Linked DNA regions of Mus musculus: region 2 is linked to region 1. A link is a contact called in public Hi-C data. All regions are on one chromosome and are shown on one strand. Each heading gives the region's core, a stretch centred on a gene start, on an enhancer-like site or on the middle of the called end of the contact. The rest is flanking DNA. Distances are from core to core; before and after follow the strand shown.

What was found. A called contact is a pair of places that touch in the nucleus more often than the background predicts.
Region 2: a Hi-C map of the N1E-115 cell line shows a contact between it and region 1, with 4 times the contacts expected there. The contact joins the enhancer-like site here to the promoter of 1700029J03Rik in region 1. A contact is called at or near these places in 5 of 484 Hi-C or Micro-C datasets (the N1E-115 cell line, cortical neurons, cranial neural crest and 2 more), 2 of 115 datasets of contacts at active chromatin or transcription factors (embryonic fibroblasts and embryonic stem cells) and 1 of 9 other capture datasets (embryonic stem cells).

The regions. Positions count from the first base shown.
Region 1 is chr16:93,457,553-93,460,332 of GRCm38.p6, forward strand. It overlaps 1700029J03Rik (RIKEN cDNA 1700029J03 gene), which reads right to left and starts at 1,320. Exons shown (of 3, transcript NR_040494.1): 1 at 1,141-1,320.
Region 2 is chr16:93,514,522-93,517,221 of GRCm38.p6, forward strand. All of the region lies in intron 2 of Gm30695 (a long non-coding RNA gene), which reads right to left. Among named protein-coding and RNA genes, the nearest start is that of Gm30695, 16 kb to the right of the region's middle. Within about 2 kb of position 1,335, at least 12 of the 459 cell types and tissues checked have an H3K27ac peak or open chromatin away from gene starts, as enhancers often do. A contact at or near this core is called in the N1E-115 cell line, where this site is marked.

The sequences.
Region 1 (2,780 bases), core at 70-2,569:
TTGTTGCTGTCTTCAGACACACCACAAGAGGGCATCAGATCCCATTACAGATGGATGTGAGCCACCATGTGGTTGCTGGGAATTGAACTCAGGACCTCTGGAAGAGCAGTCAGTGCTCTTAACCACTGAGCCATCTCTCCAGCCCCTTCAAGTGTGTGTGTGTGTGTGTGTGTGTGTGTGTGTGTGTGTGTGTGTGCCACATGCAAGGCTTTTTTGGGTTTTTGGGTTTTTGGTTTTTTTGCTGTTGTTGTTGTCGTTTGTTGTTGTTTGTTTTTTGTTTTGTTTTGTTTTTTGATTTTTTTGTTTTTTTACCCTTGGTTCTGGCAATCTAGATTCAGGTCCTCATTGTTGCATCCAGCACCCTCCCAACCCTGCCTTTAGGGGAGAATTGGATGTCCACAGTTGACTCTCCATTAGCCAGCCCTTCCCTTTCCACCTCTCGGCTATACCAGTGACAGTTTCATATATTTACAATGGCTCTTGGCCTATCAAAACCAGGCATTGAGGGAGGCCCAGCCCCTCAAATAGATCCTCATGGGAGGCAGGGACAATGGCTGTGCCCTCAGCCTCTGGTTCACTCTGAGTGTGCTGGAAGCCGCTCGCTCATTCTGCTCTTTGCCTCTCAATTGGTCGCTCTGAGAGAATAAGGAGTCCAAGCAGCACACCCAACACAGGACAAAGACAAACCGAAGCAGGAGACCGGGGGCTGGACCTGATGGAGTACTGAGGCCAACACAGGGCTCAGGGCGGCACTCAGCCTAGACGGGCAGCTGAGAGAGAAGAGAACGGCACCCAAGTAAGTCCTGAGAGTCCAGGGGAACCGAGTTCAAGGGCCACCGTGGTTACCTGGGTAGCAGCGGGCTGTGCACCAGCATCACACGGCACTCCACCGTCATCCATCTTCTCTAGAGCGACGCCCAAACTCCCTCAAACTCCCTCTGAGTTCAGTGAGGACCTCAGCGCCTCGTGAGCCAAACATGATGAGCCCATCTTGAGAGTCAGAAAGGGCGTTCCGTCCCCGTGCCCCCCCCCCCCACCTCTGTTCCTTGTGATCCGTACTACCTCTGAGTCAGGACTGTCCTGTGTCTTCGACCACACGGGGACGGGGACTGTGCTTTCTGCCTACAACACTCTACTTACATCGGCCTAACTTCTGCTCGTTTTCAGACCATTTCAGACAGCCTGTGGGTCACCAGGTCTCCTCCTCCAGGAAGCCCCATGCTTTCGCCAGCAGCAGTGATTCCCACTGGCCAAAATAACAATACATTAAAGAGACCTCAAAGGTAAGCAATGGTGTTGACATCAGAAACTGGTCGCCTCGGAATCCAGCGATGAGGTCACCCCTAGGCAACAGGGACGCTCATGCGTCTGTTGCCATGGCAACCGCCACACATCATTCCCCCCCCCCCCCCCCAATGTGCGCCTCACCTGCGCACTTCACCTGCGCACCTGATATTCATGGTTACATCCCGGCCTGAATAAAAGGCAGGGCCCCAGACCCCTCTCCCCTTCTTTGTTCCCCTCATTCCTCCTCCTCACCCCCTCTTTCCCCAGTAAATCTCTTCTCATAGAGCTGTGCTGCTGTGGTGTGATCTGTCCAGATACAAGCCACCTTCTAACACAACAGTTGGGCAGTGGTACCACGCGGCCAGCAGGCCAGCAAGAACCCTGTCCCTTGGGAGAGCTTCAGCTGCTGGGTGGTAGCGAGATGTCTGTCACTGTTGTGGGTGGTAGCGAAATGTCTGTCACTGTGGCAGACGCTACATTTCTAGAAACGTGAGTTTTCCTCTCTGCCTCTCCAGCCTGAAGGGAGGAGCATCCAGATCTCTGCCTCCGCCAGAAATCCTCTTACAGGATGTGAGTGTTGGGGGAGGGGAGGCATTCGGTAATTTCCCTCTCTACCTTGCTGCCCTGAGACAGCATCTCTCTGAATCAGAATCTGCTGCTTTGAGCAGGCTGGTTTGTTCCACACTCTCTGCATTGGCCCGTCTCTGCCCCCAGTGCTGGGCCTGAAAACACTGGAGTTTTTGTACAAATATCAGGGATCAGGAGTCAAGTTCTCATGCTGGCCTCTCACCCAGTGAGCCGCTCCTCGGGCCCTCCCCTTACACTCTATGAGCTGGAATTAGTTTGCATATCCGTCATTCTGCCAAGGGGGTACATATGGCACAAGTGACATTATCACTCGACCACCCCTGGGGACTCCACATGGGCTCAGCTTCCTCTGAGGTGCTTGGCTGAAGAGCTGAAGAGCAGGAGTGGCTCTCTGATTAAAGATGTTATCTAGAAAAAAAGTTAGAAGCGGCAGGCAGTTGGTGGGATTCATCTTGTTCTATGGTCCTTGAAGAGACTTAGCATCCTTGTTGAAGACGTTGCCTGACCTGGAGATAAAAACCTGGCCTTCTACCCACCACTGCACACAAGCTCTCTGCTCTCCACCGTCTCTGCATACTGAAGCTCCATCACCCTGAGGAGACTTTCTGAACCCTCCAGCCACACACACACTGTCCCCAGTACTGTGACCTATACTCCGATGTTATCACATAGCAGTCTTTCTTAACATTTTCGGACTGTAAAAGCCCCAGAATGACAAGTCAGATGTGCCTTGCTTACCCTGAGGTCTGGCCAGCATCTGTCTCTGTGCTCGGTACATATGAGATGCTCTACAAACAGCCGTGAGTGAACAGAAGCCCTAAGTCAGCATCCAGGATGGAACATCTGCCCCTGAGGGCCACTGTGCCTCTGCTGTGTGTGCCTGGGCAAGTTGCTGAGCCTCTTGC
Region 2 (2,700 bases), core at 85-2,584, 57 kb after region 1:
GAGACTGTCCAAGCGGCAGGTCGGTCAAACACCATCACCAGGTTTGCACAGCTGTCCCTTGAGCTCCCATGGCCGGTATTGGATGCCCTGACTGTGATTCATGCCCATCACAGGATATAGACAGGAGGGCTTCCCATATCAACTGCTGAGTCCCGAGGGGACGCCTCCACACACATTCATCAAAGTCAAACGGCAGCACACATTGAACTGGTTCATTAATTATGAAAATTCTCTCCCACAGTGACATCTTGTTAACTCTGAGGCTCAGCACGTTCTCATGTGGTCCTTTCTGTCGACTTAGATCTAAAAGTGCCAGGTTCAGTAAGGAACTGAAGTTGTGTTTGCTTTTTCTTTTCCTCCTTTAGAAAGAAAAGGCTACTTTGTGTCTAACCCACATCTAAATATATACTCGTATGTTTACCGCTGCTCACTGTGGATAGAGGTAGCCTTGTCCCTGGAAGAACATTTACCAAGCCAGGGTTTGTTTTACAGGGATACACAGATGGAGCTAAGAAAATAGAGCCTGGTTCTTCTGAGACCTTTGAGTCTGCCCTGGGATCTTACATACCTGCAATGCTCTGCTCGGGCCTGGCTGCTGGGTGGAAATTAGCCTTATGCCTCTTCTCTGTTAAGAAGAAGGTGACAAGAATGTATGCCTTTCTCCACCCTCTTTGAAAAGAGTTCTGGCTTTTTGGCCTTTTATTTCCCAATACACAGGCTTGAATGCTTAAGAAGCTCACAGAGTATGTCTACAGTCGGGCCCTTTACACACACTGAGATGGTCATTTTGGGTGCTTCTCTTACGGAAGAGTTCACGAGGCCCAGCCCATCCAATCTGCTGGCCACGCTTGACCACTGGATCCTCTCTAGGCTGAGAGGCCACTGTTTAAGCAGCAGTGATGTAATGACTCTGGAGGTTTTCCTTTGGTGTTTCATCGTGCACACACTTGGCTGTTACAATACTCCACACTCTGCACCCCACAGTATCAGGGCCTGAGGCTTTTTGTTTGTTTGTTTGTTTTCTGCCATCCAGACCACATGTCTGCCATGTTGCCAGCTCTGAGCATATGCATAGAGGCCAAATAGCAGCTTGCACCTGGCCCTCAGGACCCAATCCCACTGGCCAGACCTTTGACTTCGAGGGATCTGGGACAGTCGTTGCTCAGCATCACAAGCTGGAGAACTCACTGAAGGCAGGATAACGTGACTGACCACCTGTGATGGGTTTCCCTTGGTGTTGTCTCCTAAATATTGGCACAGAGATGGCACCAAGCAGACACTTATTAAATGAACAGCTAAAGAAATAAATGAATCAAGGCCTCAGGGGAGTGGTAGCTACTCAAAAGCCGGCCACAACAGCAGATGGAGAGCCTGCCCCATCTGTTTGTTTCCATCAACTTCCCAGAAGCCAGATTTACTTTTAATTAGACAAATTTCAGTTTAAGGAGACACACATGCAAGTCTAAATCAGGACTGTAAATAGCCTAGTGGTGACACCACTGTATTATTTGGGAAAACTTCCCAAACTCGAGTCGCAATGGAACCCTTCTGTCTTGTCAGAGAAAACCTACAACTTAGGAACGTTTACATAAGACACTTTTCTTCCTAAAATCGTGGCACTTCATACCAGGACTTTAAAGTCAATATAAACATTAATGAATATATTTCTTTAAAAAGCTATAGAAAGCCTGGGAAGATGATTCAGAGTTTACTGTGCAAACAGGGACCTGAGCTCAGATCCTAGCTCCCACATTAAAAGCCCCAGATGGCAGTATGCCCTGTAAATCCCAGTGCTAAACAGGAGACAGACAGATTCCTGAAGCTTGCTAACTAGCCTGTCTAAGCAACTCCATGAGCTCTGGGTATGACAAGAGAGCTTGTCTCAAAAAATATGGAAAAAAATTTGAGGAAGATACTGACATCAACCCACACACACATACATGCACACCCAAACAGATACATTCACACAAACACATGTGTGTACCACACACACACACACAAACACCTACATACAACATATGTAAAATAAATAATAAATAGGCATAAAAATATAACGATGAAGTCTTCTCAGTGTACACCAATTACAGCCCATTGTATGTTGCCATGACTGTGAAGCAATTGGTTGATTCATGTTGATTGGTCTCCTTCTGTGGTAGCCTCGCTTCCTTTAGTAATCTCCCAGCAGTCATAGGAGACAAGAAACGGCAGATGCCTAGTAGTGTCATCAAAGAAATTCATCTGCCTTCTGATCCTGATCAATGAAACCTCATGACATGATCTCATTTCTACCGGGGGTCTGGAGAGCATCACTTCCTCTTTAAGTAAACACTAAAGGAAGATTATCCAGACAGAGTGTGTTAGATGATGTGGCTGTAACCGCCCTCCCCAGGAAATCTGGCATTTGTTCTGAAAACAGGTCTGGATTTTGAAAGAACTCTGACTAACATAAGTATTCGATGTCCAGAGGTCTCTGCGGAAGTGACTCGTAAAGTGGGGGTGATGGGCAGAGTTATAATGAAGTATGAAGTCATACTTCAGCTCTTGCTTAAAGCAGGAGCAGGGACAGTTGCACTTTGACTGTCCCTAATCAACAGGTGTCTGCCAGACTAAATACACAATGTACAGACCTTGAAATTCTATTTTTGTGTAGTGGTTTTCCCTTTATCTGTGGAAGTACGATGGCGGAGATCAGCACAATGT